Regions from separate parts of the Gossypium arboreum genome. Here regions 1 and 2 are each linked to region 3. A link is a contact called in public Hi-C data. All regions are on one chromosome and are shown on one strand. Each heading gives the region's core, a stretch centred on a gene start, on an enhancer-like site or on the middle of the called end of the contact. The rest is flanking DNA. Distances are from core to core; before and after follow the strand shown.

Region 1 (4,752 bases), core at 1,721-4,220, 430 kb after region 3:
AAATTGAAGCCCATAATCAGCATCTCGAAGAAGCTTTTCATCATGTTTCTTGATCAATATATCTACATGTGCATAGTAATTAGTTATGAGTTATGCTTGACGGCTTATATGATCCTTTAGCTATGATAGCTTTAAGCATGAACAAGCGGCCAATTGCTGTGTTTTAAGAACAAATGATAGAAAATAGAAAAGAATGATAGCCATGACATACCATCTAAAAGAGCTTCTGACACTTCATCTCTTGTTACATTCAGTGCTCTCAACAGTATGGCAATGTTCTGTGACTTCTTTGAATCCAAAACTCTGTTTTCCTGTTTAACAGGAGGCAGAACTGATCTTCTAATAGGTTCTTTTGGTGGTGCTGCTGTAGTTGAATTGCAGCCAAATAGAGTCTCCATCATGTCCTCATTCAATCTGTAAACAAGCAAACAAAAAATAAATGAAATTTTTCCCATATTGTACTTGAAACGTAATCTACACTCATAAAATGTACAAGTTTTATAACTTACTGAAATGAGCTTGATTTTATCTGGTCCCACACTGTAGCTCTCTCCGAGGTTGCTCGTACTTTGTCCCAGTGCAAAGGCTTCAACTTGGGTTTTGCACTATCCATGTCATCCCCGTCTGTCTTCTCTGAAGAACTGACACCTTTGTAACTAACCACCTCTTCCATGGACTTTCTAGCCCCACTCACTGCACTGTTTTTGGGACTTGAGGTCCGAGATTCATGCTTTTTCAACAGTTGGGCAGGTTTTGGAGTCACATTGGTCTTCAAATTCCTTACTGACCTGGGTACTGACAGTTTTACGGCTGCTGGTGGCGGCATAGGGGGTGGTGGCGGTGGCGGAGGTGGAACAGGAACTTTTGTCCTTTGTGGGGATGAATTGTTGCTAATTGATCGAAGTAGCGCCATATTTGGAGGTGGTGGAGGAGAGGAGAATTTCGGCCTTTTTGCGTGAGTAAATTCCTGAGTCTCATGCGGCTCCGGCCCTAGACCTTGTGGTTGTTGAAGGGGTAGCGATGTTGGCGACGGAGGATGTGGAGAAGGTGGCTGCTGCTGTTGCTGCTTTATTGAAGGTATAATAACATGCTTCATTTCCGGCGAAGAAGCTAAAATCCTTGTTTTGGGAGAAGTTCTTTTAGAACAAGGAACAGAATTTGTTTTCCCATTCATTTCATTCCTCGACTGAGTCACCAAATTGCCATTAACCCGACGCGAAACCGGAGTGTAATAGCTTTCTTCATTGCTGATCGTTGAGCCCTGAGGGGTATAAAAAGCCGTCCCCCGAGACTCTTCATCTGAAGAAGACGAAGATGGAGATGGCATTGCCGTCGGTGAATTCTCAAGCCCAAGAGGTTTAGCCAATGGAGGCAATGGCTGCAATTCCGGGCTCGGCCTATATCGATCCGACCTCCTCACTGAATTCAACTTACCATAAGGCGAACCATTAGCTCCACCATTCACTTCACCCACCGATCTCCTGCTGGGCTCCACGGTTCCAATGTAAAGAAAGCTGGAGGGTGGAACCCTAGAGTCTTCTTGCGACCTATCGGAGTTCCCTCCAACAAGCCTCTTTCGCGTTTCCCCAGGGTGTTTAGCGACCCGGTGACGGTACAAAAAGAAAGCAAGCCCCGATAGCATTCCCAAAGTGACAATCCCAACAGAGACGGCAATTGCAACCTTTTTAGCTGGTTTGGCAGGCTGGGTTGCAGTTGGGATTGACATCGAGCCATTAGTAGGCGCAGATGGTGGGGTAGGCAGTTGATTCTGATCTGCGGTCTGCCCTGGTCCTGAAGGAACTTCAGGGAAGAATGGCTGACTTGGGTCTGGGTAAACAGGACTATCTGGAGCCGGCGGAGACGGTGAAGGTAAAAAAGTGTCAGCGCCTGGAGGCGGAGATGAACCAACCGAAAACAACGGTTGGTGTAGAATTCTTCTATGAAAAATGATAAAATCTTGAATTACAGAAGAAGAAGACGACAAGAACAATGAAAGCAAGAAGAAAAAAAAAGTGAAATGTGGATGAGATCTCAATCTCATTGTGAAAATTTCAGGGTCGAAGATTCATCTCTGAAGGGGGGAAAGGACTTTGTTTCTCTAACTGTTGGACCCTTTAGCCAAAAATGCATAACACAGCAAACTAAAAGGACGAAAATTATACTAAAAATATGAGTACTGCTGTTTTAGACTGCGGGGGAAGCTTCTTTCTGCCTCTAGATTTGGATGCTACATGAGATCGGCAATAGTCGCATCTTTTATTTTTTATTTTTAATTAATTATTCGGACTGTACTGGAATGACACCTGCTATTTTAGAGGAATAGCAAATCAACTATGGTATTCGGGGGCTGTTTTCCAGGTAAATGGACGATTATGCCCCTATAAATGGTGGGAATTAAAGGACCACGTTAATGTCCTTTTCTGTCCGATTATTTTATGGAATTGTTTCTTCTTTTGTCGTGACCCAGATATATATGCCACATATTTCATTAATTTATTATCTCTTTTTGCCCTCTTTACTGTGAATCGATAAAAATAACGGTTGAACTCTGAACTGTCGACTGAAAAAATTGTTAACATGAGCCGAACCGGACAAATGCCCACCTAAATGTCTAAGTTTTCTACCCATCTCAATATCTTTTAATCAGGAACAATACAAAAAGTAAAAAAAATTAAAAAAAAAAAAAAGTCCCCCCATCATCAACACTCAGCCCTCTGCTCACCTTCCCCCCTGTTCGCCCTTATCTGCTTCAGATCAGCGGTTCTTGCCCATCCACTCAATCCAAACATAATAGGAAGAGTGGAAGAAGAACTCAGCAAGTGTGAAAAACAAAAGTTTTAGCTTCTAAACGAAATCACAATAGAAATTAATAATATAAATTTATGATTTGAAAACTGAAAAGTGAGTGGTGTCTTTTAAAAAAAAAAAAAGTGGGTGTGTCAGGAGAAATATTTATGTTAAAAAGAATATACAAGATAGCTGTCAACAACTATTTTATTTGAAATAATATCTATCCTATTTTAAACAATCCAATTAAAAATCAATTAGTTGTTCAATTTCATCATTAATCCAATTTTAAAGTCATAACTACGTCAACGTCAGTCTACGGTGTGAGTAAAATATAAGATTATTAATGAAATTTATTCTCCTAATCTGAAATTTACAAATGGTAAGAATATCAGATATTCCGAAAGGAGTAATTCTTTTGTAGGTTTATTATTATTATTATTATTATTATTAACTTTGACTGTTTTGTGGATAGTAAGCCTGAAGTGAATAGAAATTTTAACCAGAGGAAAAAAATAATTTTAGTAGGAAAGTTCTGTATAGAAAGCTAATGTACAAATAAGTAATGGAAGAAATTTAATTTTTTAATTAATGGTCTTAAATTTAATTATATATAGATATAAATTACTTTAAAAGGTGAAATTAAATGTTCCCACAAGTTACATCCGGTTGTCTTTGAAAAACAAATTGTCCAAAAAGTCTAGCATAACTTATCTGTTTACCATATAAATTCAATTTATAAAAATTAAAACATTAAATTTTATATATAATTAATTTGTTTGAACAAAACATCCAATCCAAACAAAACCACATGTATAAAATTGGATCATAAATTTAACTAAAAATATACCTCCTCGATTGCAATATGATATTAAATAGTATGGTTGGTTGGTATCGGTATTATAATTAATGTAAGATAATGTGAGTTTAAATACTTTAAAATATATTTATTCTCCAATTTAAAAGTTGAAAGATTAATTTCTTTATTAGACTAAAAGACTTTCTCCTTAGTTAGATATCTAAACTAATTTGGAAAAGGAAAGTTGTTTAGATCATATTCTTCAAAAATTGAAAACTAAATAATTTCAACAATTTCTCTAAATTTACTAATTTAGTCATCTTCAATTTTCGTTCAAAACTTAAAAAGAATTGTATAAAAATAAATTTTATTTCAAAATATTATAAATCTAACCTTAATGATGATGCAATTTTTTTTTTTTTGTTGTCTTTGGGAGGTTGCTTTAGTGATTGGCTTGGTGGGTTGTCTCTGATTGGATGAGTAAGGATGGTGACAAATTCGATTATACATGATGGTCATAACAGTTAACAATAATACTTATAAGAAGAATAATAATGGCAAGTTTGTTAACGAATAAACGTAAAATGTACGAGAAGAATTAGAGAAATATGTAATTTCGGAAGCCCAAAATATAATGTACTAAAAAAGTATGATGGAGTCGGACTCACTTGGTATAGTTGGTTGAGGGCCATATGTGGGGAACATGCTCACGCCTCCATTCCCCTTTTCTTTTTATTATTCCTTTTCTTCTTTTTTGCTCTGCTGATGTACTGCGTTTTATTTTAATTGCAAGCCAATATTACCCCTGCTCTTTCCTAATAATTTCTTAGACTTTTGCTCTTAATTTTCTATAATTATTGATTTATTTTAAATTATAAATTGTTGGTAAAGGTTGCAATTTTGGGGTTTTTGAATGTTGCATTTGTGGGTTTTCATTCCAAATTTTGTTATGTTTAAATTTATTATAATCTAAATCCAAATATATTTTGATTATCAATTTATATATTTAATAATTTAATTGTAATAATAATTATATAAATGTATTGATGGTCATGCTATGAAGTCTAATATTATACAACTTGCCTGCAATCGAGAATTGTATTTATATTTTCAAAAAATTATATTCTCTAAAAACTAATCATTGACGTAATAGGTTTTTTTTTTTA
Region 2 (4,806 bases), core at 49-2,548, 480 kb after region 3:
TTTTATTTATATATTGAGAATAGGTTATAAACAATTCTAGTCTTACATCAAGGCGTGCATTTGATCAATTTGATTTTTATCTACCAAAAATCGAATAAATTGATTAAACCAATAAAATTAAATAAATCGAATCTATTATAGTACCAAAATTGATTGAACCAATTGTTTTTATTTGATTCGATTGATTTATTTGATTTTTTAAAATATATATTTTATACTTTATTTTCTTTTGGTTGTAATTATACAAATTTATTGGCTAGTTTGGGGATTGTGACCAGCCTTTTAAAACAATTTTTTAATATAATATTAAGGGTATTCAATTTATGTCAAGCGAGTATTTAATAAGAGTTTTAATCATTACTTTGTTCAAATTAAGTCACAAATTTTTATTTTTATTTTTATTTTTATTTTAGAGTTTAACATGAAAGATTTTATTTTTATTTTGTTTTATACTTTTAAGAAAACTAATTGAACTCAAAAGGATAATAATATTATTTAATATATGTTTTTATATTAAAAATAGTACTAATTATACTCTAGCGGGGGTGAAGTGATCGAGAAAATATTTTTAGGGATCAAAATTAAATTGTAATTTTATGATAGTAAAAATATAATTTCACCATTTTAATAGTTTATATATTTATAATTTTTAAAAGGTTAAATCAATTTTTATCATTTTAAGAGATAAAGTATAATTTTACTTTTACTAATTTATAATTAAAAAATCATTTTAGGAGCCGGACTGACAACCCCTGCCTCTAAGATTAAAAACTAAATTATATTAAACAAATTTTCACTATGAGATTAACTAATGACCTCAATTATACAGTAAAAGGATAAAATTACTTAACTAATTTACCATTTGGATTTAATATATCAGTATTAATATTTCTATTTTGGGCTTTAGTATGAATATGGGCTTGGGTTTTAATAATTAAAATTTTAATTGTTTTCTTCAATTTACTTGGATGATTGAAACTTCTATTTGCAAGTTGCGTAAATCTTTAGTATATGAAGTGCGATTTACAAAGTTTTCAGGGTTAAGGATCTGGATTGTGGAGTTTTATGTTGCCACAACATGGATGGTTCAACCAGTAAGTTTAATTTCAAGTTGTTTCTCAGTTCAACCTTGAATTGGTTCGATGCCCCGACCAAGCTCCTTTACGTTTCGATGTTGCCATTTCGTTCAGTACAATAACATAACGCGTTGTACCATTACCATTACATGAATACTAAGGAAATGTACTGCATAAGAGTATAGGAATATCTTATACCAACAAATTACCTTTCGCAATGTACTGTTGAGGTTGGATGTCTTAGCAACAAGTCAACAATGGGTCGTTGCATCATCAATCAGCGGTGGATAGAGACGTGGGCCATGACAAGAAGACCCACGTAATTCCGAGAAGACTCACCAACCACCGGCAAAGTCACGACCGCTATTACCGAGCGACACGCCACTCTATAAAAATCAGACCACCGAAAAGGGAAGTCAAGTCCCCACTTACTGCTGTGCAAAACATGGTGCACTCCCATCGATGAGGATTTATTACAGGACATCAACACTCAGATACCGACATTACATTCCCAGCCATCTCCAATGTTTCTCCCACTACTAACAATTTTGCCATCTTACCCAGTTTAATTTCTAACGAATTTTGACTATGTTTTTGGATGGATTTCAAGTTTCTCTTTTATTCACTGTTGTTTTTACTCATCGATAAGGAAAAAAAAAAAAAAAAAAGCAAGAAAAGTTGAAGAACAGGGGGTTGTTGGTTTGAATGGAAACAGTCAATTATACAAAGTATCCACTTAGCAGACATTAGAAACAAAACATCAAATCTATTACCATTCATACGAAGCCTTTGTTTATTTCCTTTTGTTGACAACTATAATAGCCCACACCACACTTCACTCTCCAAAGGACGACTTTTATGATCAGATTCAGACGTGCCAATATTGGTGAGAGCAGAGTATTGCAATTTCTTTTCACCCTTCTTTCTCTCCACTTATCAACCACTTTCCTTCCTACTTCCTCCACTCTTCCATATAAAAATCAATCCTTCCTTCTTCACTGAAGCACTCACATAACAAGAGAAGAATCATGGCTCTTGACACATTGAATTCCCCAACTTCAGCTCCTCCACTGCTGGACCGTGATGATATAGTCGACCTCCACTGTGTTGAGCCCTGGACCAAGAGGAAAAGAACCAAACGACCCAGATCCGAAAACCCACCAACCGAAGAAGAATACTTAGCTCTTTGCCTTCTCATGCTGGCTCAGGGAACAACTACCAGAACCATTCCCTCAGCCTCGGCTGCTTCCAGAACCTCCCTCAACCTTTACAAGTGTACGGTTTGTAACAAGGGATTTCCATCTCATCAAGCTTTAGGAGGACACAAGGCCAGTCACAGGAAACTCGTTGTTGGAGCTGGAGATCACCTCACCATCACCACCGCCGCCACCAAGACCACTGCTGATGTCTCCGCTGTTGCTGCCACCACAGTCACGCCGCCTAAAAATTTACCTCTCATGATTAATCGAGTTGGTAACAAGAATCACGTGTGTTCAATTTGTAACAAGACATTCTCTTCAGGTCAAGCTTTAGGAGGGCATAAGCGATGCCACTACGAAGCTGGCAGCAATAACAACAGCGGCAGCGATGGTGCTAAGTTACCGAGCCAAAGTCAACGTGACTTTGACTTAAATTTGCCTGCTGGACCGCAGGAACTAAGTACTCCCGACGTTAACCAAAGAGATAAATATTCCACCGACGATGAAGTGGTGGAGAATCCTTGGCCGCCGGCAAAGCGCGTCGGCTGCCACGTTTGTTGAAAGTCGTAGTGAAATAAGGATTAGATTCAGTTTAAGCGAATGATTAGAGTGGACTTTGCTGTTATATTTTATTCTTTTTTCTTCAAAAATTTTTTTGCATGTTCATCGTTTTTTTATGAATGGTTATATTATTATATTTTATTTGGGACATCAGAGTTTTTAACTGCTGCAGTAATTTTTTATGTACATGACATGAGGATATTTAAAAATTCTAAAATCAGTCTTTTTTTTTTTACCTTTTTTTATGGAGTGTGGATTGTAATAAAATAAAAGTACTCATCAAATAAAATGTTATTTGGAGACTGAATTCTAGTTTAGCTGATAGGTTTAGATATTATATAAAATAATAATAATAATCCAAATAATACTCAAATTTTGAAAATTTTGTAAAAAAAGGAAATTTTAATTATATTATACTATCTGTTTTCTTGTCAAGAAAATCCGTCCAAAAACTTATTCTTCACCTTAATTCATGTTAGTGTCTTTAAAATAGTATAATTTCTTTTAGCCCTCCTAAAAGTTAATAAAAATTATAATTTTAGCTTTAGAACATTTTTATTTTTATTTTTTAAATTATAGTAGCATATTGACACACAAATAGAAACAAGTAAGTTAGCCTTTAGACAAGTGGCGCAATTTAATTGGTGCATATAAATTTGGTAATTTTAAGTAAAATTTAATAGTTGTTGCCAGTTTGGATTAAACCAAAGTAGATAGACATGTTAAGGCCAAAAAAGTAAATACATGTGTATATAAATCAATATCATTTAATATCCTTTAAAATTTTCTGATCTTATATATATTAGAATTGAAACCTCAAAAAATTAAAAAAATATGTACCCTATGTGACTGGCCTAAGTTGTTGACCTTTGGGCGACCTTAAATTTTCACCTTATGTCATGCATTTACTATTTTATAATTATTTCATAAAAATTTTAATTACTTATTTATGAAATTTATTTCTATAAAAAATTATATATAATAGTTTGTATGAAATGTAAATAGTTAATACATTTTAACTTAATTATAATTATTAGTTTGATATTATGGAATTTATAAATGAAAGTCAATTAATTATATCAATATAAATAAATACATCTTGAAAATGGCTTATAATATATACCAAATTAATAAAAATTATATTCATATATAACCCGGTTATTCCAATTTAGACATTTAACAGCATTTTTAATTGTTGGGAAATTTTATATTTTAATATTACATAATTTATGTTAAATTATATTTTATAAAAATTAAAAATATTCTTACAAATGTAGAGTTGAGAATCTGTTTTTCCTCTTTCTACAATGACAGTGAAAGAATCAAGTTTGAGCGATCAAACGAAAATCAAGAGATTTTGCAATAAAAATGAAAAAGTGTGATTAATTTGAGAGATTTGATCCTCCCTTGATGTTCTATAAAACCCCAGTAGATTAACAGCCGAGGATGGGAATTGAACCCCAAAAAGTTTGAAAAATCTTGAAACTTTTCAAACTATACTTTGCAATTAAAAAAAAAATTGTCCAAGAAATTTCAGCATGTTGTGTTCAATTGAATAAAAGGGGTGTAATGTTTGGTTTACAATGAGACTTCTTTTTTAGTTTCAAAGGGTTGAATTCTGTGTAATTTCTTGGACATACAAATATTTATATATATATATATATATATATATATATTAATCATAATATTGTTTAAATATTACAAATTTTATAATAAATAAATAAAATATATTTTAATTGATACATGCAATTAAATTTGTTTATACATTATTTATTTTTATACTAAAAAGTCCATCTGAAACATATCTTTGTTGTTATTATTCATCCTGATTTTTATCGTATTATAATTAAAATATTATATTTATATAAATTTATGATGTTTGTATAATTTTAATTTTAATTTTTCAATATAATATATTAATTATTTCTTGCTATTGTGTTGGTATATTTATGGATCCCTCCTCCTAACCC
Region 3 (4,796 bases), core at 1,503-4,002:
TTTGTTTAGATGAGGATTTAGACAAAGAATTTCATTTTTATTAAAGTTTTAAAATTCTAAAAATAATTATTTGTTTGGATAAAAATATTAAATTTCAAAATTTAAAAGAATTTTAAGAATGGATTTCTGTAGTTTAATTTCCTTATTCAAATTCCACTTGAAGAGGTGGTTTTCAAAAATCATCATAATTATGTTTCATTTAATACAACATGGTCCCACTAACATAAAAAATGAACTCTAAGTTTTTTATTTAATTCTAATATAAATATATATATTTAATATTTTATTTTATTAAAAATATTTATTACTTTTTAAAAATCTAATGATACCTATATTAAAATTTTATATTATTTATTTTAATAAACTATTCCTATTTTATAATTATTTTTAATTTAAAATTCCAATAATCTATTTTTCCTAATACAATTATTTCAATCAAGCAAATTACAATTGCTAGCATTTTAAATTAATGAATTTTAAAATGCTAGTATTTTAAAATCTCCAAAATTTTAAAATATTCATTCAAACACAAGGTTTTCTAAAAATAACATGTTTTTATATTATTAGTTTAAAAAAATAAAATATGAAATTATTAAAATTGCACATCCAGGTTGAACTTAGATAAATAGATATCTAGATTCATTTAAATCTCAACAACCATTTATCTTAGTTCATTATACATGTAAAATAAAAAAGTACTAAGTTTTTAATATTAATATTTTTGAAATTATAAAAAGTAAATTACTAAAAAATACACATTTAAAATGAACTTAGATAAATATAAGTCTAGATTCATCTAAATGTGAACATCCTTGTAGATTCTTTATGCATGTGAAATAATAATAATTCTTTTATATTATTTTTGAAACCCTAAAATTTATATTAATATGTATTTTAAAATTTTGAAGACGCACGTCTTTATTTTATTGGTAATTAATAATGTCAATTAGGTACCTAAAAAGGTACCATATTGATTAATGATTTTCAACTAAATAAAAGTTGTAAAATTCAGAGAATAAAATATACATTAACCCTACTATATCAAAGAGCTAGATAATTTGAGAACAGCATTACCTCTGAAAGTTGAAACAGGAGACCGGTGGAGATGCCCGAAAGAGGGGTACATAGAAGTAAACTTTGATGCTGCATTTTGAAAGAATGAAGAAATATCATGTTCGGGAATTTTATTAAGAGATTCAAGAGGAGATGTCATTGCATCTAAATTACCTTGCATGAGAGGATTTCTTCGCCTTTTGCGGCGGAAGCTAGGCTCTGTGTGGAGGCGTTGAGGTTATGCTTAGATCTAAATGTACAAAACCTGGAGGTTGAAGGTGACTCTCTAACAGTCATTAAGAAGGCAACTAAAGATGAAACAGATTCCTCCGAAATATCGGGGTATATGGAAGACGTGAAGAGGCTGAGTAAAGTTTTTCAAAGCTGTACCTTTCTGCATGTGAAAAGATTGGCCAACGAAGCGGCGAACCAGTTAGCCAGGGAAGGTCTTCGGCAAAAATAGGGGATATTCTTGAGGTATGGGATCCCAAGGTTGCGGTGATACTGATTGAGCGAGACCGTAGCTTGTTGGAAGCTCTGGACTAAAACGCACTGGACGATGAAGGATAAAGAAGCAACAAAAGTTTTGACCGCCGCGTTCCCAAGGAAGATGAACAGTTTTCCCCTGGTTTTTGTTGCTTTTGTCGATTTGGTGATGGAGAATTCTAAAACTTGTTTTTCTGCTTTGTGAAGCGTCTCCAAAAAGCTTTGCTGGTTTTTTTTTTTTTTTTGTTAATTGTTGGGGCAATCTGTTGGGCCATGTCTTGGTGTGTTTATGCTAATTATTCTGGTAGCCCAATGGCATTGTCTTGGGTTTGGTTTTATAAATCCAGCTTATATTCTAAAAAAATAAAAATGGTCATGTTGTCAACTATATAGGAAAAAATTGAATATTTTAGCAACAATTTCCCTCTTTAGAATTTTATGATTTTTAATTTTTGATATTTTAATTTTTTGAACATTTTAAAATTATTGTTAAGAAAAATTCTAAAAATATTAACATGATATTTTAATAATAATTTAAGTGTCAAATTAGTCATTAATCATTTGTGTTAAAATACTGTTGCATCATTTAATTAAGAGGTATTAAAGTTAAACATCAAAATATAACAATTTAATTATATTAGTAATTAATATGTAATATTTGAAAATTAATAGATCGAAACATAGTTTTAGTCAATGTTTAGTGCCTATTCATGGAGCTTACTTTCTTTTCTTATTATGACCTTATTTTTATAATAATTATATTTTTATTTTAGCTTTTATGGATACTACGAAACAATACATTATACCTTGTTATCTTTTTGAGCTAATGATAATGTTTTTAATAAATTTTTATTTTAATATTCTTAATTATAATATTTATTGTTAATTCATTTCTTTCAAATAATAGTTAATAATTTTTTAATTTTATGTAAATACATAAATAAATATAATTTAAATATAATAATAATGTAAATTAATTTATTTTATCAAATATATAAAATTTAATTTAATATCCTTAGTAGTTATTTTTCCTTCTCATTATAATTACATCACTCTTATATTTTATTGTTGATTGTAACTTCATTAATATAATATTTAATTTATTATTTTACCGAAATTAATTTCACCTAAGGAGGAATCAAATCCCCCAGTGAAGCACAAAAGTAAGGGCAAAACGGCTTTGTGTAGAACAATTTTTTACTCCCGCCCCACACCGTCCACGTAACTAACCAAAGCAACCAACCATTAAAATAGAAGCGCCCGACCACCCGTTGTAAAAAGTAAAACGGAATTTGTCCAAAACCATTCATTTTTTTTCATTGAAATCAAGCGCGTGAAGTGAGCAAGAAGAATCGTGCATGTTATACTCGCACATAAATGTTGATTTTATTTTTATTTTTAAATATTAAATTCCTTGGCGGTTTTTTCCGGTTCACTTTTTTTTCCGGCCTCTGCACCCGAATTGGTGGCGGTGGCAGTGGCGGAGGAACTGATAGATCGTTGCCATATCCATTCTTCTCTTTTTCTTGCTTTTTCTTTTTCATATAATTAAAAAGAGTTCATTTTCTTCGAGATTCGTTGGAGATTTTGTACGGAAACATGTTAATTTCTTCTTATTGATTCTGCATTTTCCAAATCCCAGACACTTTTGATTTAGATTAAAAGGTGAGTTTTTTCTTGAAAACCCATGTTTTAGATTTCATTAATCTTTAATTTTGGTCATGTTTCTATAAATATGCAAATTGAAACTTGTGATTCTGTGTTGCTCATCGAAGTTTCTGCTATTTCATTCTTTTGTCAGATCAAATAAAAAAAGAACCTGAGTTTGATTGTCATTGAATGCCTTCCAAAAGTGAAAGTTAATGGGGAAGATGGAAGAATGTATTACAAAGCAAACTTGTCAAGGTGCCAATAAGGTTTTTCCAGCGCCACCTCCATTACCTGGTCCAGCTAAAAATTGTAGGCGGAAGGGGTCACTAATGAAGAATGGGTCAGCCATAAGAGGAAACAATTGTGCCGCGACAGCAACCAGGGCTTTGTGGGATAGGCTCTTTGATGGAGGCTATAAAACTGATGTTATCATTAAAACTGATAATGGTGGCATCATCTGTGCGCATTCTAATATTCTTGTAAGCGCTCCTTGTCTTTTCTATCTTTAATGATGAAATTAATGGACGTTATGCTTTGAGCAATACCCTTGTTATTTGAACAATCTCGATTCCGTATATTGTTGATTTAACCAGGCATTTTTTTATGGTTTGGTTATACAACTTAATTTTATATATCAGTTTTAGACCATAGATATTGGAAATGAAATCCCATTTGGTGGAATGCGACATTGATTCATTTAGCTCATGAGCAAGTTGTTATATTTTTTTAGCATAACCAGCAAAAGGAAAGCCACATTTGCCCCCTTAATCCTTGTAGGATCGAGTTGTTTAGTGTTTTAATGTACAAGAAAATAAAGCTAATAGCAACTATTTAGCAATTTGGACATGGTGTCTTGAACAAATTTATTGACTCAAATCCCTTCACTGGATCTTTTTTGCTAACAGGGCATGGCTTCTCCTGTACTAAGAGGCATGTTGAAACAAGCAAAAGGATTTGGTCACAGAAGACCAATTTCAATCCACATCCATGGTGTTCCACAAGATGCAGTTCGGGCTTTCATTCGATTCTTGTACTCTTCCAGGTAACTTCTCTTTTGCCTTGGAAGACTTTTGGTCGAATTCAGTTTTGTGAACCAGTAAGTCCTTGGCAATTACTAGTTACCTTCACACTTTGAACTTGTTGTCAGTGTCACTGAGATCATGTGGTTACATCATGCATTCATGCCGGCATGTGCTAATTGTTATTGGTTTTGATCTGTAGTTATGAGAAAGAAGAAATGAAGGAATTTGTGTTGCCATTGTTGGTGATGTCACACACATATGTTGTTCCTCAGCTGAAGCGAGTTTGTGAACAGCAACTTGAGCATGGCTTGCTTACTATAGAAAATGTAGTTGATGCCTTCCAGCTTTCATTACTGTGTGATGCGCCTCGACTAACGCTGATCACTCACCGTATGATCATAATGACCTGCAAGGCCGTTCGCGAAACTGAAGGGTGGAAAGCAATGAAGAAGAGCAATCCAGCACTAGAAAAAGAACTTCTTGAATCCATGATGGATGAAGAACATGGGAGGGATATCATGGTAAGGCTGCTTCACCTTGTAACCTTGGGTTCTAGCAGTTTGATCTAAATCTCTAAATGCAAAT

Evidence for each region. Hi-C and Micro-C count contacts between places; a contact is called where the count stands out from the background.
Region 1: a Hi-C map of leaf shows a contact between it and region 3, with 4 times the contacts expected there. The contact joins the promoter of LOC108470385 here to the promoter of LOC108472975 in region 3. A contact is called at or near these places in 2 of 5 Hi-C or Micro-C datasets (both in leaf).
Region 2: a Hi-C map of leaf shows a contact between it and region 3, with 3 times the contacts expected there. The contact joins the promoter of LOC108472965 here to the promoter of LOC108472975 in region 3. A contact is called at or near these places in 2 of 5 Hi-C or Micro-C datasets (both in leaf).

Annotation. Positions count from the first base shown.
Region 1 is chr11:40,404,518-40,409,269 of ASM2569848v2, reverse strand. It overlaps LOC108470385 (formin-like protein 6), which reads right to left and starts at 2,970. Exons shown (of 4, transcript XM_017771667.2): 1 at 510-2,970; 2 at 212-414. The coding sequence starts at 2,041.
Region 2 is chr11:40,345,389-40,350,194 of ASM2569848v2, reverse strand. LOC108472965 (zinc finger protein ZAT10-like) reads left to right here and starts at 1,298. Exons shown (of 1, transcript XM_017774533.2): 1 at 1,298-3,053. The coding sequence starts at 2,105. The coding sequence ends at 2,836.
Region 3 is chr11:40,830,561-40,835,356 of ASM2569848v2, reverse strand. LOC108472975 (BTB/POZ and TAZ domain-containing protein 4-like) reads left to right here and starts at 2,752. Exons shown (of 6, transcript XM_017774543.2): 1 at 2,752-3,204; 2 at 3,341-3,668; 3 at 4,095-4,231; 4 at 4,411-4,732. The coding sequence starts at 3,402. It overlaps LOC108471241 (a long non-coding RNA gene), which reads right to left and starts at 1,867. Exons shown (of 4, transcript XR_008274599.1): 1 at 1,444-1,867; 2 at 1,228-1,318; 3 at 1,075-1,143.